5 separate regions of the Mus musculus genome follow, and regions 2, 3, 4 and 5 are each linked to region 1. A link is a contact called in public Hi-C and Micro-C data. All regions are on one chromosome and are shown on one strand. Each heading gives the region's core, a stretch centred on a gene start, on an enhancer-like site or on the middle of the called end of the contact. The rest is flanking DNA. Distances are from core to core; before and after follow the strand shown. Region 1 overlaps B930092H01Rik (RIKEN cDNA B930092H01 gene). Region 2 overlaps Gm34828 (a long non-coding RNA gene). Region 3 has its middle 16 kb from the start of Gm34770. Region 4 has its middle 28 kb from the start of Gm33643. Region 5 overlaps Gm51680 (a long non-coding RNA gene).

Region 1 (4,588 bases), core at 662-3,161:
ATGGGTGGATGAATGGAAGGATAGGTAGATGGGTGGGTGGATGAGTGGGTAAGTGGGTGGGATTAATGGGTGTATGGATGAACGGAAGGGTGGATGGATGGATTGGATGGATGGATGGATGGATGGTGAGTGGAAGGATGAATGGAAGGATGGGTGGATGGATGGGTGGATAGATGGGTGGGTAGATGAATGGATGTATAGTGGATGAGTGGATGGGTGGATAGATAGATGGGTGAATAGATGGATAGATGAGTGGGCAGGTGGCTGGGATTAATGGGTGTGTGGATGAATGGAAGGATAAGTGGGTGGGTGGATGCGTGCATGCATAGTGGATGGGTGGATTAATGGAATGATAGGTGGAGAGATGGATGCATGGACAGTTATACAAATGTATAAAGAACTGGTTAAACAAGAGAGAAGAAATGAGTAGAGAGGGGATTGTGAATAGATGTAGGTGAGGAGAAACAGCTGAATGCCTTCAGCCCTGCCCTGCAGTGCAGAAACTCTAATCACATGAGGATATGGGTGAGTGAGGCCTGGCTGCTGGATTTCACAGGCCTCTACGAGAGTGGCATAAGGTCACCAGATTTCTATTTTGGCTGCTTAAGAACATTGCCATCACAACCTTTGTCTGTTTAAAAACACAAAACAAAATGTGACAGAATAAAGGCTAGCTCTTCCCAAATACAGGCCATTAATCCTAGTTCCCATGTGTGTAGTATTGGGCTTTTTTTTTCCATTGCTACAATATACCTGGGGTGGGGGAGGGGAGTAATATACACAGAGAAGAAGTATACTTAGGAAGTACAACCAGCATGATGAGGGTTCTGTCCCGGGCTTCCCTGGCTATATCATCATGGCAAAGGGTGTCATGGCGAGAGTGCATGCAAGACAGAGAGCCTGAGTGGCAAATCAGAAAGCTAAGGAGTGGAGTGGGTGGTCCTGTTCTTTTTCTAAGAATGTCCTCTCTAGAGAACTAACTCCATGAGGATGCCATTAGACCCTTTCCAGGACCTAATAACCTAATAAATTACCTCTGGAGGCCCCGCTTCTTGAAGGTTCCATCACCTTCCAACATTACTACTCTGAGGAACAAACTTCCGTAAGCGGAATCATTGGACCACTCAAAACCTTGTGGGTAGAGACATATTTGAAATGTGTGTTGCCTTTATATTAAGAATCCATAGATTTGGCGGGGCAGTGGTGAGGCACACCTTTAATCCCAGCACTTGGGAGGTAGAGGCAGGTGGATTTCTGAGTTCAAGGCCAACGTGGTCTACAGAGTGAGTTCCAGGACAGCCAGAGCTACACAGAGAAACCCTGTCTTGAAGAACAAAAAAAAGAAGAAGAAGAAGAAAAAAAAAACTGTTGAAAAAAAGAATCCATAGACTTGAGGACAGTAGTTTAAAATAGCATGAGAAATACATACATAAAACAAAACCTAGTTCTATTAAGTAAAGAAGAACAATATATCACATAAAATGTCAGTGAGTGAAGCATGGGTGTTTAGGTATAGTGAAGACCAGAGGAAGTGATGCTCACAGGACTGCCTACCGCAGAGCTGTCCATCAGCATACAAGAAGTCGTCCAGGCTGCCCTTAAACTCACTTATATCACAGCCTGAACTCCAACTTGAGATCCTCTAGCACCTAGCCTCTGCTTCCCAAGTGCTAGAATTATAGGCACGAGCCATCATGCCTAGTCTTATTCACTTGAAGAGATCGGTCTGTGTCCAGGACAACATTATTTAACTAATCAGAGCACACACGGGCAGCCTCTTTGCCTCATGGATCAACAACCGCAGGCGCAGGCAGCAGAGCTGGGGTGGGAAGTGCAAAAGAACACTCTCCTAGTCAGCCTCTGATTCACACTGGGGTGAGAAGGGCATCGAGAAAGTGCCACCAGATCCCTCCTACTGGTGAATGATGTCTCTGCAGTCTATCTCCAGAAAAGCTGTAATTCAAGGCCCGGAACAACCTGTGATTTACATGCTGGGTTGGTGTAAAAGATATTGTGCAGAGCCTTCTGAGTGTGCTCTGTGTGTTTGTATAAATCTCGCTACTCAAAATATCTCCCACAGTTGACTGACAGCCCGTGTAATTTAGCAGAAGGCTAAAAATTAAAATCCTCAAGCCTGCTGAGGGAGCGTAAGAATGCAGTAACACTGAGCGCCGCCCCTCGCCCGGGCCCAAGCTCGGCAGATGCCAGGGCTGTTCATTTTGGAGACGAAACAAAATATTTGTATTTAGATTTATTAAAGTCATTATTCCGCCATTTGTTCCAATGTGCTTTATTAAAACCGGATCTCGTGTCTGTTTTGAAAGTATTACCTGATTTACATAAGCCAGTCCCAGCCCTAATTACGGCTTCCTTTGGTGTCTTTTCATTCCGAGGGAGGCTCACGCTCCCCCTCCTGGCTTTTTTTTTTTTTTTTTTTTTTTTTTTTTTTTTGTCGCCTGCCTTCATGGCCCATATGTCTGCCTTGAGATAGCAAGAATCCGAGCCTATAAATAGATGGCTGAGAACAGCTCCGCTGCCAGTTATCTGTCCACACATCAACATTACCATAATTGCAACAGGCAATGTGTAATCTTTCTAATCACACGTTCCAGACGGAAAACTGGATCGAGTTTCATAAATTGTATAATTTGAGGCTTTCCTGAGCTAACCGCTGGGCAGGCGGGCTGCTGTGGGTCATCCAGGACTTGGAAGTGCCACCCCTCTAAACCTGGTCAGGCTGTCCCAAGGTGGCATGGTGACACACACCTGAGGCAGTCACTTGGGCGCTGAGAAAAGTAGTGCCACCCTCTCTGAGTCACAGTCCCACCCCCCTCCCAGCCAGGCAGTTTCACTTTTCTCTTTCATTCCTTTGGGGGAAACACTGTAAGTGTTTTCAGGATACAGATGAAGACACCAAGAGAGGTGAGACTCGTCTTCAGGGGTGCACCAGCCAGTCGCAGAGACTTAAACACAGATCCCAGACTCAGTACCTCCCCCCCCCCCCATGCCCTGAGCTACAGATTATATCTGCAGCCTGGCGCCAGGGAGGTCCCAGTGAATTCCGTATTTTCGTCCTTTCAATGGCTTTCATAAATCTCATTCTTACTTAATTTTGAAGCCCAAACAGACCTGCTTCTCCAACAAGCCACTGCGCTATCTTGAGTCACAGGGCTTGCAAAGTGGAGCTCTGGGATTCCAGGCTGGGCTGAGTCCAAGGCCTGTGTTCGGGCCTTCAGGACCTGCACTGTCAGGGTCTTCTCTCCTGGGGATCCCTCTCCTCTTTGTTTGCTTTGCCAGCCTCTCAGAAGGATGCTAATTGGGTCCTGTCAGCAGGCAGCAGGCAGAGCCCAGGGAAAGGTGATGAGGGAGGAGGGACAGCCTTCTGCCAGGCTCCCAGACCACTGCTCAGCTTTCCCAGGGCCTGGTGGGGACTCCAGGAAATTGCCTCTGAGTGTCCTACTTCCCTAGAGAGCTGCTGCGGGAGAGCTCCCTTTGTTTTGCATTGCGCGAAACCTCCGGCAATGCTATTCATACTGCAGGTCCCTGGAGTGGCTGATGACACCCTGATATATAGACTGGTCCCCAAGGACCCAGCGTGCTCTCTGGCACTGTGCTCTCCAGCCGCGCCTAGTAATTGGCCAGCCTTGCAAAGTTCCAGCTGTCTATTAACTGCTTTAAATTGAACACTAATCAGATGATGGTGCGGTTACCAGCAAGGTCCCTCAGGCTTCCCTCAGAAGGAACCATCTAATCTATATCCCTTAATTTTTCCAGATTGAGGAAACTGACAGTCAGAGAGGAAGGGAATGGACGACCTACTGTGGTCGTAACCAATCCTAGGTCGTTTTCCATGGTCTGTTGATCTGTGTGTGTGTGTGTGTGTGTGTGTGTGTGTGTGTGTGTGTGCACATGCCCGTGTACCACTGTGAGGTTCTTGACTGGCAACAGATTCTAGAGTCACTCTGGAGACACACCTCTGGACATGTCAGTGAAGAAGGAGTGTTTAGACTGAGTTAATTGAAGGAGGAAGACCCCACGCTAGGTTGGGCAGCACCATCCCATGGGTTGCTGTGCCTGCCTGCCTGATGGAAAGCAGGCTGGGCATCAGCATTCACCCCTTCTCCTTCCTGACCATGGATGCCATCTGACTGGCTAGCTCAAGGCTCTCCTGCCATGACCTCCCCATCATGATGGACTCTACCCCAAAACTGTAACTCAAAATAAACCCCTCCACCTTACAGTTGTTTTTATTTGGTCTTTCCTGTTCTCTCTCTCTCTCTCTCTCTCTCCCTCCCCCCCTCCCTCTCCCTCTCCTTCTCTCTCTCTCTCCCTGCAGCAAAGAGAGAGGTACCAATATGCACTCTGGGAGCTTCTTGGTGTGATGTATGATATAAACTCTACCTGCTTTCTAGATAAGAGACTGGAGACCAGGACTTCTCTCCTTAGACCTGTCCCCAACACATCATAAAGTAATCCACCTGGCTGCTTTCTGGGCCTTGTTTTTGTTGTTGGCGGTGAGACGAGAACAATTAAGAAAACATCCCATAAGGTTGACTTGTAGGCAAGCCTGTGGAGCATTTCCTTAATT
Region 2 (4,588 bases), core at 1,347-3,846, 480 kb after region 1:
GCTCCCAGCTGCCAGGATTCCTTTCCTCTCAGAGCTGTAACACTTACAGGGTGATAGACATGTGTATCGCATCTCTCCTGGAAAAGTCTTGCTTGGGCAGTGGGATTATAAAGTAGTGTAGCCACTGTGGATATTAGCATGGAGGTTCCTTAAAGGACAGCAAGACCCAGTTGTTCCTTTCCTGGGTATGCATCTGTACTGGCTAGTTTTGTGTCAACTTGACGCAAGCTGGAGTTATCACAGAGAAAGGAGCTTCAGTTGGGGAAATGCTTCCACAAAGATCCAGCTGTAAGGCATTTTCTCAATGAGTGATCAAGGGGGAAAAGGCCCCTTGTGGGTGGGACCATCTCTGGGCTGGTAGTCTTGGGTTCTATAAGAGAGCAGGCTGAGCAAGCCAGGGGAAGCAAGCCAGTAAAGAACATCCCTCCATGGCCTCTGCATCGGCTCCTGCTTTCTGACCTGCTTGAGTTCCAGTCCTGACTTCCTTTGGTGATGAACAGCAGTATGGAAGTGTAAACTGAATAAACCCTTTCCTCCCCAACTTGCTTCTTGGTCATGATGTTTGTGCAGGAATAGAGACCCTGACTAAGACAGCATATGAAGGAATAAACATCAACTTAACAGAGATATCTGCACTTCCATATTTATTGCCTAAAGGTCACAGTATCCAAGGTATGGAACTAGCCTAGATGCCCGTAAACAGATGGATATGTAAGGAAATTGTATATACTAAATTGATGAGTATTTTCTATTTAGTAAAGTATTGTTTGGCTATAAAGGAGAATGGAATTATGTCATTTGTAAAAAAGTGAATGAAACTGAAGACTATTATATTAAGTGAAGCAAATCAGGTCCAGAAAGACCAACATCATACATTTTCTTTCATATGTGAAAACCAGAAAAAATATATATATTCATATATGTATATACATATATTATACACACATACATACATACATACATACATACATACATACATACATACATACATAAATACATACATAGCTGGCAAGGTGTGCCAAGCCTGGCAACCAGAGTTGACCCCTGAAACTGATGTAAATATGAAAGGAGAGAATGGGCTTCACAAAGCTGTCCTCTGACAGCTTTGCATAATCAGGCATATGCACAACTGATAATATTAGTGCAATAACAAAGTATATGAAAGTAGACAGAGGTCTGTGTGAAATTGGGGATCAGCCAGATTGGGGTGGAAGTCAAGAGTGAGTGAAGTCAGAATAATATGACCAAAATATCCTGTGTGCACTTCTGAAAATACCATGATAAAACCAAAGGCTAAGAGGAGGCGGAGGAGGAGAAGAGGGAGAAGAGGAAGAGGGAGGAGGGGAGAGAGCGGAAGAAGAGGAGGGGAAACTTTTGGAGCACTAAGGGTTCCTGTGGTCCAGCAAGTTGTTTACCCATTATGTGGACTATACACAGACAGGCAGGCACCAACGGGGAGACCAGGCAGGTTGTACCTTGGGAAGGTTACATTGTCCCTAAAACTTTGTATCCTCATCTATAAAATGGCTCTCTATACATGCCCACCTTGCCCCAACAACTATTTTTCTTTCTCATTCACTTCTCTCCACCACCTAGATGAACTGCACACCTACTGTGTGCCACCCACATCTAAGCCCCAATGAATACAATGTTAAGAGTCACATATAATGCAGGTGTCTGGGGGTGTTTGTTTGTTTGATTTTGTTTTTGTTTTTTGGGGGGATCACTCTGCAGTAAGACCCCAGAGGGCACACATAGACAGGGCTCCTTAGCCTATCCCTTGCCCTGGCTCACAGAGGATCCTTGCCCAAAGGTACCACTTTGGGAATTTAGCCTTCTGCTTACTGAGAAGACCCAAGGGGGTCACAGGCTCCATTCAGCATCTGTCCCAGGCACCTGCTGTGTGCCCAAGACTGTTTGTTGAACTGCAGGGACCTGAGATCCAGTAGGCTTGCCTGATCTGGCTGGGTCTGTATACACACACACACACACACACACACACATCTCTTCCATTATCAATGTAGGAACTTCAAGGTAGTACAGGTGGAAGACCCAGGCACCTATGTCCAGCACACCCTAAAGAAGATCCAGTCACCTTTTCCAGTGAAGACAAAGGGCACAAGCTGAGGAGGCCCAAGGGACCACTGGCTGTCCTTGTCCCACATCCCCCCGTTAGTCATGCAGCAGGCTGACTGATCCTGAGCTGAGACTGGCAACAAGGAGTCTGAAGCATTTCATACTACCTGCCCAGCCCCTAACCCAACCAGGTCCTCCCTTCTCCGGCCATCACAGGCACCAGAGAGACTCCTTGACTACGCCAGAGCAGTAGAGCTCTAGAACAGCAGGAAAGAGAGAGCTTGTCAAGAACCAGCGGAAGATGGTGGCACCAGGAAACAGAAAAGCCTGATGCCGAAGGTCCTGGGCTGAGCTCAGAGAAGTACAATGTATCAGACAGTTACAAAGCAAGGAGGCGGAGCGCCAGGCTCAGAGCCATCTCCTCTCTTTCCTGCAGGCGCCCTGAGGCAGGTTCCCCAAAGCCCTGTCCAGACTCGGTGTTCCTACAGCTCAGAGCGCCTGGGGGTGTGTGGTGCAGAGGGGGAAGCAGGAGAAAACAGCAAGTGCCAGTGTGACTCATGCTTCTAAATGTCGTGTTATTCCAGGCGTGTTCTCACTTTGCCTCCACCTTCATCCACCCCCCCACTTGCCATCTTGAGAACCGGCTGCAGGGTGGGGGAGGAGGCTGAGCCCGGGTCTCTAGGGAAGCTTCGTTTTTACTCTGTCCTCTGGAAAGCTGGGGGTGGGGGTGTGAGTAGGTAGTTGTCCCTAGTGAGCACTGTACTGGGAGCAGAGAAACAGAGTTCTCTCCTGGCTTTAGAACTATTGCTGTGAGACACTGAGCAAGTCCCTCGGCCTCTGTTATTTCATTTCTGTCCTTCCCAGTGTGCAGTGGGGCTTAGGGGAGGGGTCTAGATGCCCTTGGAAGAAAAACAACATGGTTCTCAGGGCTGCGACCCCCAATTCGGGCCTGATTCGGGAAGATTGTGAGAAGGCTTTGATCTGTAGTGTGTGTGTGTGTGTGTGTGTGTGTGTGTGTGTGTGTGTGTGTGTGTGTGTGTGATGTGTGTGATGTGTATAGACAGGTGTGTGAGCTTGCTTTTGTAGACATGTGTCTACACATAGACAAGCATTTGGGCCCATCAGGTGTCTTCCTCACCCACTGTCTACTTTGTTTTATTCAGACAGGGTCTCTCACTGAACCTGGAGATCGTCCGGTCGACTGGGTGTGACAGGTGACCAGCAAGCTCCAGGACCTACCTATGTCCCCACTTGCCCCAGCTCTGGGGTTTTGGACATGTGTCACCATGCCTAGCTTTTATATGGGTGCTGGAGATCAGAACTCAAGTCCTGATGCTGGCATAGCTAACACCTTACTGACTGAGACACCTCTCCAGGCCCTGGTGTTTGTACGTTTAATGCACTTCCCTACCGCCATGCAACCTGGTGGTCCCATGTAGTCTGTTCTAATGGCAGTCTAATCATCTCAGGACCAGTTTGCCTCTTCCAGAAAAAAAAAATCCTTCTTGATTTCCCTGGCCCAATCAGCCATCTTTAGCCCTTGCCACTTCTGGACCTTCCTCCCTGATCATCCTCAACTTCTGTCCCCAAGATATACAAGTCATGTGTGCACATGGTGTGTAAAATAGGTGAGTATGCATATGTGTATGCAGTTGTGTTTGTGTATATATATATGTGTGTGTGTATATATGCGTGCCTGTGTGTTTAGATATGTATTTGTGTATGCATATATGTATGTGTGGTGTGTGTATCTATGTGTGTGTGTGTGTGTGTGTGTGTGTGTGTGTGTGTGTGTGTGTGTGTATATGCATGCCTTGTGTTTAGGTATATATGTGTATGCACACATGAGAACCAGGAATGATAAAACCACACACAATGAAGGGGACATTGTGCCTATAGCCAGGCTAAAGTTCAGACCTGGGTTCCGCATCTCCAGGCCTTACACTTTTGCTACTTACTGGGCCTAGCCAGGTAGTGTCACGTGGGCCCACAATGGGGTTTCCATGTATAAAGTCCTTTGCGGTATGTCTTAGAATGGCCTAACAGACAGCATGTTGCCATGGAGATCTGAATGCCTCCTGCTTGCTGCATACCTTCAGGCAGAGGACTGGGGCATTAGAGTCTTTGAGGGTAGGGAAAGAATAGGTACCCCAGGTACCAGTCAGGTCCCCATGGGAGGGAGAATTCCCCTAGATGGTGTAGCTGCAGAGGTAGGAGTAGAGAGGCTGTGACAGAGGCCAACAGGGTTAAAGGAACCATAAGGGATCATGAGGTAGCTAAAGGGAAAGAGCAGCTGCCAGCTGTTGTCCTAGGGGGTACAGGAGCTGGTTCTGGGACTGTCCCCTCCCACGTCTGAGGAGCAGTTCTTCCTAGGGTGGGGTATCACTCAGGAGAAGCAGAAAAGATCTGAGAGAGCTCTGTCCTCCCATCTCCTGCTGGTACCCACACTAGCCAAGCCTGGGGACCAATGAAGGCATCAGTGACCTCTAAGCATGACCCAGATGGGGTGGAG
Region 3 (4,588 bases), core at 1,115-3,614, 400 kb after region 1:
CATTACAGCTTCTTGGGCCTGCTGGGAAGACTCCATTGGGCTACCTGGTCTCTTGACATCAGGATGATGGGAGAGGATAAAGGCCTATATTGGATAAAGTTGCCATCTTTTCAGTAATTTGCTGCCCAACGATGAACAAATCTATAGACAAAACATTCTTAAAGATGTCTTCCTTGGGGGTGGGGATGTGGCCCAGTTAATCCACTGCTTACCAGGCTAGCACAAAACACCAGCTCAATCCTAGCACTTCCATTGGGTCTGACTGTACAAGAGCCAGTATTTGGGAGATGGAGGTTGGTGGATCTGGAATTCAAGGTCATCCTGGCTACAAACCAAGCTTGGATCTAGCCTGGGCTATAGGAGACCCTGTCTCAAAAAGAATTTCCCTTCTGGTCTGGAAGGTTCCAGAGAATCCTGTCCCATTCTAATGAACTGATTGATTTGCAAGAAATTTTGGGTTGGCCAGTGGGAGCAGAGGCATCCAGGGAAAGGATGAAAAAGAAAAGCCATAATCAGACACAGGACAGGAAGAGCCCCTGCCAGATGTCAGGCTTCTGAGTTTCAGCCATCAGAGATGCAGTCATCGGGCTTTGGTCAAGGTGACCTTGAACCACAGCGTTGTCTGTAACACAGCCCTGGGAACAGAATGAGTGCCAGGATTCCCAGGCCACAAGGGTACTGTTTACTAAAGAAACACTCCAACCCATACACTCTTGAATCTCTTCAGTCTCTCCCTCATCCATTCAGAATAGACTATACCTGTAGTTAATAGCTTTTAGGATCAATTGCTACAAAAAGAGACATCTGATAACATGAATCTTCAAGAAAGACATACATGAATTGAGGTAAAGGGCAGGGTTAAAAAGCTATGTTAGGGTTCATCCTGTGACTGCTTCCCCTCCCCCCACATGCCTTAGGAACTTTGTTCCATGTGCTTCCATAGAGTGGATGGTCCCCTCTTCCACCTAAGTCACACACGGTCCAACCCTCGTCAGAATCCTCTGAGTCTCTGGCTACTATAAACAGCCCGCAGATGAAGCACGTGTCAAGAAGGACCCGTCAGATGCTCCCAAGGGGACTCTAATGGATGCTAGGATTAGGTTTGAGAAGTTTGGGGCTGTGGTGGCTGGCTTGTGGAGAGAGCAAGTCTAAGGCCTCCCTAGAAAGGGGAGGCCTGTTAACCACAATTCCAGCCATCTATGAAGCCATCTGTATTTCTTTGACCTTATAAGTTACCTTTTTACTTAAAATTGTTTGGCTTGGGTTTCTGCCACTTAACTAATTTAGTTATTTAATCTTGGCATGTAATTTTAGCTGTGAGTCTCCTGGATGACAACGGAAAGAACGGTGGTAAAGCACAACGCTCTTATTCTCTAGCACCCTAAGGCCCAAACCATAAAACAGATTCTTTTCTCAGGGGCGCAAGCCCTTCTTTGGCATCGGCGAGTGGCCCAGAGCAGTGCCTTCCACAGATGTTTCAACAATGAGACAGACATATTCTTCCTGTGGCAGGCTGCCTTGGAGACAAAAGGCAAGCAGCAGACACATATCATCAGTTAGTGCTTACAATGAGGACTCCCACTGGCTAGCCCAACATCTCTTGCAAATTGATCAGTTCATTAGAATGGAACAGGGTTCTCTGGGGGCTTCCCAGATCAGAAAGGAAATCCTTATCTTTTTGAGACAGGGTCTCATTAGCCCAGGCTAGACTCAAACTTGATTTGTAGCCAGGATGACCTTGAATTCCTGATCCACCAACCAGAGAGGCCTCAGCCTGTCCCATCTTCCTGGGTCCTGTGACACTTGGGCACAGTTCCTCCAACAGCTCCTCCAAGGTGTCACTCCAACACATCGCTTCTTTGGTTAGAAGGTTGGTGTTTCCTAGCAAGGGACTACAAAGCCATATTACACTCACTGCTAAGTAAACAAATGCTTGAGGCTGTGTTTTACTGGTTCCATACCATCTGCCATCTGGTTTGGGGGAGCAAGGAAAGCTGTGGTTTTGTTGGGTTTGTGTATATGTGTGTGTTGCTGTTGTTGAGTTTGTTTTTTTTTAATTTTTTTTTTAAAGTTTAGGGTTTGTTTTTTTTCCCCCTCCATGAAAATTCTGAGGTTGAACGCTGGCAACAGTAAGGGGCTGCTTCAAAGCCCTCTAGTTTCCCACATCTTACACTCAGCTAAACGTTGGAGGCTGGTCTGGGTCCCCATCTGCTAGGCAGCCTGTTGTGTGAAAATGAGATCTATACATACGCAGGGCTCCTCGGGCCAGCGTCCAAGATCTGAGGGATCATTCTGAGCAAGCCGTGAGTGGTGGCTAGTGACTGTGGACTCGATGCTCGCAGAACAGGCGACAGTGGGTGGGAGCATGCGACAGGAGACTAGAGGAAGCCTGTCTCCACAGCAGAGCTGTCAGGGAGCGCTGGCTCAGCCTTTGAGACCTGGGATGCTGGAGTGGAGATCTTGGAATGATAAGCATGCTTCAGGGGCTGAGTGGAGAATCAGCCCAGGCTTATTTAGAACCCTCCCCTTGGGAAGATGCACGGTGTGGGGGTGAAAGTGAGGTGTGTGTCAGGGGTGGAGGTGTGTGGTGCATTGTGGGGGTGGAGAGAGATATGTTGTGTGGGGGAGATGGGGTATACTGTATGGCAGGGGCAAGGTGCATCATATGGTGATGTCAGGGGTAACATGCATTGTGTATTGAGAGTAGGGTAAAGCTCAATAGCCCAGCATGGCCTGCAAACGGCTTTGCATACTGGAGCTCTCTGAAAGGGGAGATGTGTTCTTTGAGCAGTTTTTGTAACCCTTGCCCTGACTTCTGCTTCTTTATCTATCAAACAAGACAGAGGTGGGTCTCGGTTTTACCACAGAACCTGGAGAGCATGGAAGCCGACTGAGGCTGGAGGGTGGAGCCTAGCACATGTATGTTGAATAAAAGGATTGAAGACACTCATCTGAGTGACCAGGGCCATGTGAGAGCCTGACTAGTGAAGCCACAGCCTCCAGGTTGTGAAAAGGCCAAATTTGTAGCTTTGGAAATTTTATATTTAAATATGACATGCCTAATATTTCCATACTAGCAGCTGGTAAAACTATTAGAAATTATTCCGGTCACGTAAGATTTGTCTGTAACCCACAGAAGGCACCCCAGATCTCCAGCTGGTGTCCATGGAGGAACTGGGTCAGACTGGAAAGAACCATAGACTGCCGTGCGTGGCTTTGATGAGAGCTAAAGAGGCCCAGACCAGGCTAAGCGAGATGGTCCTGCCCTGTCCTGCAAGAACTGTGGCCGACACATCACTGTCCTGGCACTGGCACCTCCAGGCGTGGCCTACAGAGCTGAAAGGGCTTTCCCAAAGGTGCTACCTTGATGCTCACATCCGAGACAGCTATGAGGTTCTAGTCGCTGGAGAGGGCAGCATCCACACGTACCCTTCATCTTTATTTCAAAAGTCACTGCTGGGAGACAAATGAGCTCTACATGGCTGGGCTGTTGTCTGTGTCCATGTGACCATGTCTCACGCCTGTGCACATGTGGTGTCCCTGTGTAACTCTGACGTATACATGTACACGATTGTGGTGCACCGCCTGGATGGTAGTCTGCTCCCTCCCCTCCACCAAGTCAGCAAGCCGGTAGTTATACAAAGTGACACTTAGGTGACCCATCTCTGATTACATGTGGGCCCTCTTGGGAATCAGTCCTTGTAGTCTGGGCAGCTGGAGAATTTTTACATGATTTTTCTCTGGATTTTTCGGGGCTGAGGTTTCTCTGTACCCCAGCTTTGGAGAAGGCCTTGGGTCATCTGACGTTCTCGGTGAAGAGTCCTAACTGGAATTCTCCAGTAACCCTCCTCATTTGCATTTCCAATCGTGTGACCAGATCATGTCAGTAAAATAACTCAGAGTCCTCTTTTCCCCCTTTAATGGATCTCATGTATTTGACATGAAGCCATTATACTGTATGTCCCAAGTTTAAAAATGACTGTCTATGCAAGCTTGGTGATGACTTTAAAACAACCGCCCAGGGAGAAGCCCAGACCTCACCAAGACTCCCTTCTTGCCATGTGATCTTGGACACACTCTCTGAGGCTGGCTGATCTAAGTCACCCCTCCCCGAGTCCTTCCTATCTCAATGCTCCAGGGCGAGAGTTAGGTAACCCAGGCACGGTGAAAACTCACTACCAAAAGGTCCCAGGGAAACCTAGAGCAGCTAGATCACTAAACCAGACCTGTGAAGAAGAACTGGTCCCCTGACAGACTGGGAAACTGAGGCCCAGCATAGTGGGGCATCTGGGGAAAGGTGGGTTGATGGAGAGGCTCTCTTTCTGAAGAGCAAGGGCTCTCAGGGACTTGTAAATCCTTTTGGGGGGCAACCAGGCTGGAAGTGAAGGGCCTCTCTGAGGAGACCCGGAGGCAGTTAAAGAAAATAACTAGCTAATTTGCTGCTTAGTCAGGCGTGGGTCTATCTCACATTCTAAAACTGAGGTAACAGCTGATGTGATTTAAGAGCCCACGGAGATAAAATGAAGTGTAATTACTTCACGTTATTTTATTTTCTGTGACATTCATGCAAGACACCCCTACTCCACTT
Region 4 (4,588 bases), core at 561-3,060, 380 kb before region 1:
ACTAAGATGGGGCTATAATGACAGGAACGATAAGGGTGATTAGTTAATATTCATGAGTCTAATGAGAAGCCGGTTCAGCAATGATGCTTACACATGGACTCAAGGCTACACTTAAGACGCTTGTCATCCGCACCAGTTAAGACTCGCTTTGCCTTCAGCTAGATCTGCTACATCTGGCCTCTTAAGGTCCCTTTCTGAATAGAATTGCCACGTCGGTGGTGTGCCTGGCTTGTTTTGTATCGTTTTGTGCAAGTGGACTAGTAAAGACTAGTGGACTATTCTAGAGCAATGGCTCTCTCATCTATGTGAGGTGTCCAAATCGGAAACCATGGGGCTGACCAGAATCCATCCTGCTCGTAGACCTACTGGTATCCATGCAGCAGCACTTCTGGGTAGACCCCTGTCCTCCTCCTGACCCACACACTATGATGAAAATCCTGGGTGGGATGCCTCCACCGGTGTCTGTCTCTGTGCCACCATGCTTCTCACCAAATTGTCCTGTCACTGGGGATCTGCCACCACATTCTCTTCTCCATGTTCTCACTGTTGTCCTGCATGGCCTTTGCAATGATGCCCAAGTTCTTTAATTTGCAGAATAGGAATTTTTAACGCCATCTGCCTCTTTGGCTTTGTGTCCTACCTTGCTCAGCCCTTGTCTGACTACACAAGGCTACTGACATATTAAATGCTGCTCCCTCAAACTCCTGTCCTAGTCTCGTCCCTTCTGGTGTCTTTATGTCTTTCCACAAGTCCTCTGCCTGGGCCCTTCAGGAATTTGCCTTCTTCATGCGTCTCTCTCCCCAGTACAAATGGAACTGTCCTTTCAGGCACCCGTGTGTCACCTCTGCTGATTATTCTTTGCACGAGGCTAGAGGGAGAGATGAACGAGTGCTGCCCAAGTGTCTATTGCAGTGGCCATGGTGTGTATGACTGCAGACAGGGGTGTTGGAAAAGAACCATGGGAGCTCAGGCCTCTGGCTTAGAGAGTGTGGGGCACACTGTGACTGTCCCAGAGCCTCTCTGTGTCATGAATGAAGAGCTAGTGAAACCGGCCTTAGATGCTATTTGAGGACTCACCTTAGGAAGTAACCACGCATCTCTGCCTCTGCGCCCCAAGTGACCCCAGAAAAGAGGGCTCACCGAGGCTTCCTTTCTCCAGGTGCCTCTTAAGAAGAGGGGACTACAGCTCCATGGGTCACAGGGATGTCACCTGTTCTTGAGCCTCAGCAGAGCAGTGACCTCCCGACAGCATGCTTCCTTGCAGGACAATTTCTTTTATAAAGCCTTTTCCTCATTTTGATCTGAGCTCTGTCTTGCTGAGGTGCCTAGATCAGTTGCTCACCCTCCTCCCTCCCTCATTCCCTTCCTCCCTCCCTCATGCCCCTCCTCCCTCCCTCATTCCCTTCCTCCCTCCTGCTTTCCTCCTTCCATTTCCCAGTCTCTCTCCCCTTTCTCCATTCCTTTCTCTCTCCCTCCTTCTCTTTCCCCTTCTTTCCTCCTCCTTTCCTTCCCTCCTCCCTCCCTTCCTGTCCTTTCTCCCTCTCCTCCTGTTTAGTCAGACAGCCTCATATGAAATCGTACTAAGTATATTCCAGACAAAGGCCTCTGGTTTTATTTTGGCATGATTAGGGCAGGTCTGTCAGCATTCAGTGTCGATTTTTGAGAAGAAACGGTGTGGGTATTTGACTCCTAACCCCCTTAAATTTCTTCATGCAGATTTAAGTCTGTCTGCTCCCAAGTCCTCCTACTTTGGAAGGGTTATGTGAGTGTCACAGATATTGCAAGTGGGCAGGAGGTGGCAGGAGAGAGCCATGGTGGCCTCAGCAGGACTGTGAAGACTTAAGAGTCACAGGAACCAGTCCATAGGGATAACAGGGAACCCTTGATGTGAGCAGCAGGAAGAGAAGGGAGGGCACAGACACACCAAGGCTACCAGAAAGGAGTGTGCAGGTGTGGTGAGAAGGTGGGGAAGGGGGAAACTGCACGGAGAGTCTGGGGAAAGATTCTTGAGCCCCACATGGCAGTGCAGCCCCAGAATTAGCATGTCCCGAGAGGGTAATGGGTAATGGGTCACGGAACCCAGGGGTGATGTAATGTTATGCCCTGACCATAACGGGTACCATCAAAGACTCCGTGTGTCACAGTCTCGTGTGTGCATAGGCCAGTGGAACCCAGAGGTCAATGAGGGGTGTCTTCCTCTATTGCTTTCCACCTTTGTTTTTGAGACAGGATCTCTTCCTGAACTTGTACTCAGCTGGGTGGCCAGGGAGCTGCAGTGAGCCTGTAACCACCTCCCAGGACCGGAACTACAGGCATGCACCACTGAGCCCGGCTTCCGAGGGCTTGAGGCTTTGTGCCTGTGCAGCAAGCATTTTTACCAACTGATAATGATAATCTCTTAATGAAGGAGAGTTATTGTTAATTTCAAACTGAAGATGATACTGTTGATCCCAATTATGTTGCAAGAAAATCTATGGGGTATGTGTGTGTTTATGTGTATGTGTGAATGAATGAATGAATGAATGAATGAATATTCAGATTTTACATTCTATATGGCAAGGAAAAGAAAATGATCAAGTTAACAATGCTTATTTTTTCTAAATCTGGCCTCTGGAATTTGTGCAAAATGTATAATTAGACACTTTCAGGGCGTTCAACTTTTGAGGATTAGGCTACAATGAACGGAAGGCTGCGGACTTTGCTTAATACTCAGAAATGAGGGTGGGCTTTCCTAAAGGCAGGTGTCTGTTAGCCCAGTGATCTGGACAATCACATTAGTGGCCCCTGAGTTGTTTCTCCGACACTGACCATGAGCTGGTACCCTGCTGGCCTTGATGGACAGAAAGATGAGCGCCCTATTGGATTCTCTTCATTCTACTACCTGTCAGGTATCAGAGTGGGATAAGCTTCTGCCCAGGACACAGGAAAGGTTAAACCACGGTTAATCCTGGAGGACCACAAACTACAGACCAGGGCTGTGCTTTAAGTGCTGGAAGGTGGGTCTCAGGTGAGGCAGTTTGCGGAGGTGGTGCGCCTTCAAGTGATGAACCTTAGTGAGTGATAATTAGATAATTATGTTGTTGCCCGAAGGCCATCACCTTTGAAGAGATTAACATAGTTCTCTTGGTACCCTTCTTTGTTCTACCAGAAAACAGTTATAGAAAAAGAGGCACGCTGGTCCCTAATCTTCCTGCCTTTGCATGTGACCTCTTCTACGTATGGCCAGTTCTCTTTCTGTTTCTCTACCTTGCTGGGACACAGCCAGAAAGCCCTCAGCAGGGTGCCAACAGCATGCTGTTTGAAGACTTCAGCCCTCAGATCACAAGCTTAGAAATTTTCATTAACTTATAAGTAACCCAGACTTAGCCATTCTGTTGCAGCAGCACAAAATGAACTAACACAGTTTGCACAAGGAAACATAGAGTCCTCTCATTGCAGGATCCTGTGGGGGGCCTGACAGAGACTGGCTGGTCTGTTTGGCTTGCCTGGTAGAGATAGTCCCTAGAGGAGTGGACTTAACAAGCCCCGGCCGTGCACTGTCCTGGTAGGGACGGCTCCTCCTCCTGGACTTAAGAAGCCCACCATTCTACAAGAAATTGAGAGGATCCTGACTCTCATGACCCAGAACAGCGGCATGAGCAGTATCCGATGGTTTTCCCTGTGACTTTGTAGACACCACACCCTGAAACAACCAGAACAACACTGGTCATTGGTTCTTACCAGCATGATCTAGCCATGGCCCACCATTTGACCCTGCTGAGACTGATTAGAATTTTGTTACCGGCGACCTGCTGTTCCTCACAATTTTGTGTCACTTTTACATTCAACAAATGTACTACTATTATCTTCCTCCCAGAGCCCTAGAAGCCAGATTTCCAGCAGACCACCAAGTGTCCAGGCATGCTTGGGACTGTTGACCACCAGGTCTTGTCATGCAGGTCTGAATGTCTCCACAGTTACAATCAGCTTACATCTGCTTTCTTAGTCCTGTGGGGATCTAGCCCCATCATAGTCTTCTCTCTCTGCCCAGACAGACCTGTCCCATGGGCATGCCCCCCAGGTTGCCCTACTGTACCCGCCCCCAGACCCAGTTGATTCCAACCCTTTCCCTCTTACTTGGTTCTCTGCCATTCTTTATTCAGGCTACAGAGTCTCCTGACTGGTCTCTCCCTCTCCCTCTCCCTCTCCCTCTCCCTCTCCCCCCCCCTCCCCTGCTCCATCCTTCATTCTATAACCAGCATAGACTTTTACATAGGTATGGGACTGAGGTATCACTCGGCGATAAAGAGGGACGAACTACTGATTCACGCTAAGTGAGAGAAGCTGCAGGCGCAAAAGCAGGGGTTGCATGGTTCCATTCATCTGAATTGTCTTGAAATGGCAGCTACGACGAGATAGACAGCAGATTGGTAACTGCCTCGGGCTGGGGTTAGGAGTGGTGATTGAGTATAAATGCACACAGGGGAGTAATTGGGGTGACAGAAATATTCTAAAACTGGATTATAGCGATCATTGCACAATTCTGCAGATTTATTAAAAATTACTGAATTGTACTTAGAAAATAATCTGACACATCTCCATGGGCAGA
Region 5 (4,588 bases), core at 882-3,381, 280 kb before region 1:
GCGTTTGCAATTTCCTACAGGAGTAGACTGCCTGCTTTGCAACATAATCCAGCTGAAACAAAGGATAGGGTCTGTGGGCTTTCCCTGTATAACCACAGAGCTGAACATTAAACTTTGAGCCTTGATCAGAAACTTTGTCTTGGCATCATCCTTCTCTCGCACCCCATTCCTTTTTCATTTTCAGCCCCCCTGTCAGGTAACCCAGTTCATCCATGGCTGCTGGACAGCTACATATCATCAACAAGCCCAGCTGGGATTGTCTGAAAGCAAGCACACCTGAACTCATGCAAACAGCGCCTGTTTGGCTGAGAGGAAAGTGCTGTGCAGTAGCAGCCCATGAAAGTATGTATGCATTTCCACCCACGCAAGTCTGGGGAAGACGAGGGCGCTGCTGGAATATAGATCCCAGGTATAGGCTTTCTAGATTCCAAGCCAAGAAACTGCTCACTAAGCCCTGGAACTGCTGTCAGGGAAGGCTGTGCTGTGCACTTCTGAGTTTCGGAATCCCAACTAGAATCTGAGCAGTTGGCGACACACCATACACATATATAAGCAGCAGGAAAGCAGCCATGACACTGGGAACCAACCCACTCAAGCCAATCCCTAATCTGGGGGAACCTTTTTAATGTGACACAAGCTGTGTTGAGAAATCACTGGTCTCCCGAAGTGTGAGAAGGTCAGGGTCGTTCCAGGTCATAGTCAGCCTATGAGTTGTTCCCATGACGACGTTGGCAGAAAAGGTCAGAGAACCAGCCAGTGTATAGAATAGACTTTGCTTATTAATTGGTGATGGGGGTAAATTACCAACTTTTAAAGCCTTGGTTTCTTTATCTTCATTCCCTCAAGTGTGTGTTTGTGTGTGGTATGCATGGGATCGTATCCGTGTTTACATGTGTGGGGGTACTCCTGTGTGAGGGTGTACAATATCCACGGCTGAAGGAGGCAGCAATAGACCTTGCTTGGCTGGCTTCCTCCTCCCATTTTGATCCCACCAGGGCTGCCAGCCCATTGAATGGTACTGCTCACATTTAGTCTTTGTCTCTGTTACTACGTCAAATGTCTCTGGGAACACTGCCCCAGATACACCCAAAAGTACACTTTGCATACCTCTTAGGCACCACTCAATCTAATTAGGTTGACACTGAAGATCTGCAGACCTGTGGCTTTCCCTCCTTCTGTCTTGGGGGGAGTAGAAGGCCTGCAGGGACCACGTGATGTGGGAGGCAGGAGGTTTTGAGATGAGCTGGGCTACACTCTGAGTTGGGGGTAGGCATAGAGCCCAGAATACTTGGTGATGAAAATCATACTTAGAGCAGGTGGAGTAAAACATGGGACAGATATGTTTTGTCAACTTGACACATGTGCTAGGTGTGGGGGTGGGGGGAGTGCTGAGTGAATGTGGAAGAGGGATTGAAGCCTTACCCTAATCAGGCCAAGGTCTAGACACACAGGTCATGGTAGCTAGCTAGCTAGGGTCATCAGAGCAGAGGGAACGTCAACTGAGAAACTGACTCCATCAGACTGGCCCGTGGGCAGTTCTGTGGAGGACATTGTCTTTATCAGTGATTGCAGTGGGAAGGACCATAGCACTGGAGGTGATATCAACCCTGGGCAGGTAATCCTGGGTAGTATATACCCTGGGCAGGTAATCCTGGGTAGTATATACCCTGGGCAGGTAATCCTGGATAGTATGTACCCTGGGCAGGTAGTCCTGGGTAGTATGCACCCTGGGCAGGTAGTCCTGGGTAGTATGCACCCTGGGCAGGTAGTCCTGGGTAGTATGTACCCTGGGCAGGTAGTCCTGGGTAGTATGTACCCTGGGCAGGTAGTCCTGGGTAGTATGTACCCTGGGCAGGTAGTCCTGGGTAGTATATAAACACAGACTGAGCAAGCCATGAATGAGCCAGCCTGTAAGCATGGCCTCTGCTTCAGTTCCGGCCTCAAGCTCTTGCTCTGGTTTTTCTCACTGATAACATCAAAGTGTAAGCCAGAAACAAGCCGGTTCCTCTCTTCAGGATACAATGTTTCAACTCTATAGAAACTTCTACACAACAGTCCTGAGGGTGGCTATTGTGCTTGTAAGGTAAGTGCTTTACAGACTAAGCGATCTTCCTAACCCCAAGACCGGAAATTTCTAATATGGTGGGGGCGAGGGGGGGTGTGGGTGAGCTGGCAGGCAGATTAATCTGCATAGTGTACATACATCATTCCTAACCCATCAGCCAGACAACATTAAAGCACCGCCACATTGCTTGTGAGACAGAGGGTGGGTATGCTGGCTTGTGTCCAGGACCTAGATGCAGAGGGAGGTGGAACACAAATAGTACTGAGAATGATCATGACACGGTAGGAAGGAGCCTCTAAGAAGTGCCGTTCTGGACCAACAGTAGAGGAAATCCCAGAAGTGAGAAACACGTGAGACTCATCTTTCTCCTATTGGGCATGGTACACCGTGCCATGGGGAAGCTGACAGATCCTTGCAGAGGGAATCTCAGTAGACAGCGGCTACCCTGCTACTGTGGGAAAGGCAGGACAGGGTTACCAAGGGGAAGGCGAGGCTAGAAATCTGGAAGCTGGAGGCACTTGTAGATGCTGGGGTAGAGTGAGCATCCATCAATCACGTTCCATCTTTTCACCAGGACACTTTCTCACACTGCTGGAGGTAGAGCTCCAAACCAGTGACAGCAATGACAAAGGCAAACAAGGTTTCCATAGCAGGGTTGGGCCTGGAACTAAGGCTGGTGAGACAATTGTAACTAATTTTTTCAAGCGCCTATTTTTAATAATGGTTCTTAAACACTTTAACCTCCCTTCTAGCCCACCACCCACCAAAGGTAGTAGAAAAGAAAGGATATGGGGAAAGTGGACCTGTTTAGAAAGGTTCTTTGGAGCAACTCCCATCTGTGTTGTCTGGAAATTGGCAGTTCAGTTCACAGGTTAGCAGACAGCGGCAGCTCGATCCACTCAAAAACACTTCCAGGATACACCAGCAGTTGAGTTCTGTAGAGTCGGGATAGCAAAAATGAATCAGCAGCAGTGGCATGAGACAGCCAGGCCTCAGCCTCGACACAAGTCAGCAGGAGGGACCAGGAGGAAGATCAGGAGAAGTTCTTGGCTATGCCTCTCTCAAGGAAGCAAATAAAGACGCAAAACTCACAAGCGTTGCACATCTAGCTCTGTTAGCAAGCCCAGCTCAGCCTCTGTCACTGTTGTTGAGTCCTTTTTATACCCACCAAGACGTTACGTGTCCTCCATGGGTCTTACCTCAGCATGTGCAGCTGTCTCAGATGACATCACAAATCTGTGGAAGTGGCAGAAACTGCAGCACATCACCAGAAGTTTTTTTTGGTGTGTCCCTCTATGGAGTCCCGACAAATGCAGCTCAACTATGCAATGTAAGGTGGACCAATACATGCATGTCGTTATCAAAGAACCTTTCAACATGTGTCCTTTCATGTGCTTGCTTTAGCAGAACATCCTCTCTCCTTTGTCTGCTTCAGTGAAACATTCCTCATGTATTTGCTCCAGCAAAACACCATCCAACTGACTTTCCAAAGAACCTTTAACTCTCCACGAGACACTCACCTACCTGGGGCTCTGCCTGCTTACCTGGGATTAGCCACATGGCTGTCCCCCAACCCCTAGCTTGCAGTTGACCCCTGAGCTGGGCGGCTTGCTGCATCAAACTTACAGAAAGCATATGAAGTTGTTGGAATGGCAGCCTTCTGTTCCCCACTTCCTCCCCTGCCTGGAAGCTTGTGGGAAGTGGAATCTTCTTTCTGTTTCTCCACCCCATCTCCCCCAGCCCCACATCGCCACGATCTTTAGAAGAAATTGTATGTGGTCATGCACAAGTGTGCACATGCATGCAGAGATTGTAGGTGAGTGGGTGCAGTAAAGAAACTGCTGACGTGACTACTTCATGGTATGGCTAAGGAAAAAGGTTTGTTTTGTGTTTTTTTGTTTTGTGTTTGTTTTGTGTGTTTGTTTGTTTGTTTTAACTGTAGATATGAGTGAGAGAACAGCCAGAGGCATCTGGAACAGTCCAGAGCAGAGAGAAAAAGAAGTAGACTGAACGTGGCCAGGGCTATCTGCAAGAGAGGGAAGAAGACCAGGATATAGAGAATAGAGATCATGATGAGAATTGCACCGTACATGGAGGGTGAGCATCTGTGGGGAGGGAGGGGCCAGGAGGCTGGAGTGGGCACTTTGAAATGTAGACAAAGTACTTATGGTACTTCAACCACAGGTGTGTGTCAATGGAGAGCCGTAGGTCCCACTGCTAGAGAAAAGAGAAATGGTCCCTTTGGCAGATGGGAAGTGGCCTCACAAGTTCCCGAGGAAGGCTGGCTTTTATTTAGCCACCAGAAATCCTCCTATGCAGCTCAGGTTGAACATTTCTGCATAGTTGGATTGGCTTTTGAAGGTTGAGGAACTGGAGTTTCCTTTGGATCTAACAGAGGTCTGAGGACAGCACTGACTCCTAGGTGCTATCTATCTTGTGTTTTGGGACAGTGTCTCTCACTCGACCTGGAACTTACCAAGTAGGCTAAGCTGTCTGGTCATCCAACCCCAGAGAACTGCCTGC

What was found. Hi-C and Micro-C count contacts between places; a contact is called where the count stands out from the background.
Region 2: a contact with region 1 is called in a Hi-C map of cerebral cortex, with 2.0 times the contacts expected there. The contact joins two enhancer-like sites. A contact is called at or near these places in 2 of 484 Hi-C or Micro-C datasets (cerebral cortex and cortical neurons) and 1 of 9 other capture datasets (embryonic stem cells).
Region 3: a contact with region 1 is called in a Micro-C map of the G1E-ER4 cell line. The contact joins two enhancer-like sites. A contact is called at or near these places in 7 of 484 Hi-C or Micro-C datasets (B cells, the G1E-ER4 cell line, bone marrow-derived macrophages and 3 more) and 10 of 115 datasets of contacts at active chromatin or transcription factors (T-cell acute lymphoblastic leukemia, acute myeloid leukemia, embryonic stem cells and 3 more).
Region 4: a contact with region 1 is called in a Hi-C map of the N1E-115 cell line, with 10 times the contacts expected there. The contact joins two enhancer-like sites. A contact is called at or near these places in 17 of 484 Hi-C or Micro-C datasets (the AML12 cell line, the N1E-115 cell line, adipose-derived mesenchymal stem cells and 11 more) and 3 of 115 datasets of contacts at active chromatin or transcription factors (embryonic basal ganglia, embryonic forebrain and pancreatic cancer cells).
Region 5: a contact with region 1 is called in a Hi-C map of the N1E-115 cell line, with 7 times the contacts expected there. The contact joins two enhancer-like sites. A contact is called at or near these places in 2 of 15 datasets of contacts at CTCF or cohesin (CD8 T cells and large pre-B cells), 4 of 484 Hi-C or Micro-C datasets (the G1E-ER4 cell line, the N1E-115 cell line, bone marrow-derived macrophages and 1 more) and 4 of 115 datasets of contacts at active chromatin or transcription factors (CD8 T cells, Th17 cells, memory CD8 T cells and 1 more).

Annotation. Positions count from the first base shown.
Region 1 is chr9:61,275,895-61,280,482 of GRCm38.p6, forward strand. All of the region lies in intron 3 of B930092H01Rik (RIKEN cDNA B930092H01 gene), which reads right to left. Among named protein-coding and RNA genes, the nearest start is that of Gm51681, 5.3 kb to the right of the region's middle. Within about 2 kb of position 1,912, at least 130 of the 459 cell types and tissues checked have an H3K27ac peak or open chromatin away from gene starts, as enhancers often do. A contact at or near this core is called in the G1E-ER4 cell line, the N1E-115 cell line, cerebral cortex and 1 more, where this site is marked.
Region 2 is chr9:61,751,380-61,755,967 of GRCm38.p6, forward strand. The region is part of intron 6 of Gm34828 (a long non-coding RNA gene); the gene reads right to left. Among named protein-coding and RNA genes, the nearest start is that of Gm34828, 69 kb to the right of the region's middle. Within about 2 kb of position 2,597, at least 70 of the 459 cell types and tissues checked have an H3K27ac peak or open chromatin away from gene starts, as enhancers often do. A contact at or near this core is called in cerebral cortex and cortical neurons, where this site is marked.
Region 3 is chr9:61,674,952-61,679,539 of GRCm38.p6, forward strand. No RefSeq gene overlaps it. Among named protein-coding and RNA genes, the nearest start is that of Gm34770, 16 kb to the left of the region's middle. Within about 2 kb of position 2,365, at least 24 of the 459 cell types and tissues checked have an H3K27ac peak or open chromatin away from gene starts, as enhancers often do. A contact at or near this core is called in the G1E-ER4 cell line, cerebral cortex and cortical neurons, where this site is marked.
Region 4 is chr9:60,893,866-60,898,453 of GRCm38.p6, forward strand. No RefSeq gene overlaps it. Among named protein-coding and RNA genes, the nearest start is that of Gm33643, 28 kb to the left of the region's middle. Within about 2 kb of position 1,811, at least 12 of the 459 cell types and tissues checked have an H3K27ac peak or open chromatin away from gene starts, as enhancers often do. A contact at or near this core is called in the N1E-115 cell line, where this site is marked.
Region 5 is chr9:60,993,175-60,997,762 of GRCm38.p6, forward strand. It overlaps Gm51680 (a long non-coding RNA gene), which reads right to left. Exons shown (of 3, transcript XR_003948176.1): 2 at 2,869-3,000. Among named protein-coding and RNA genes, the nearest start is that of Gm5122, 22 kb to the right of the region's middle. Within about 2 kb of position 2,132, at least 10 of the 459 cell types and tissues checked have an H3K27ac peak or open chromatin away from gene starts, as enhancers often do. A contact at or near this core is called in the G1E-ER4 cell line and the N1E-115 cell line, where this site is marked.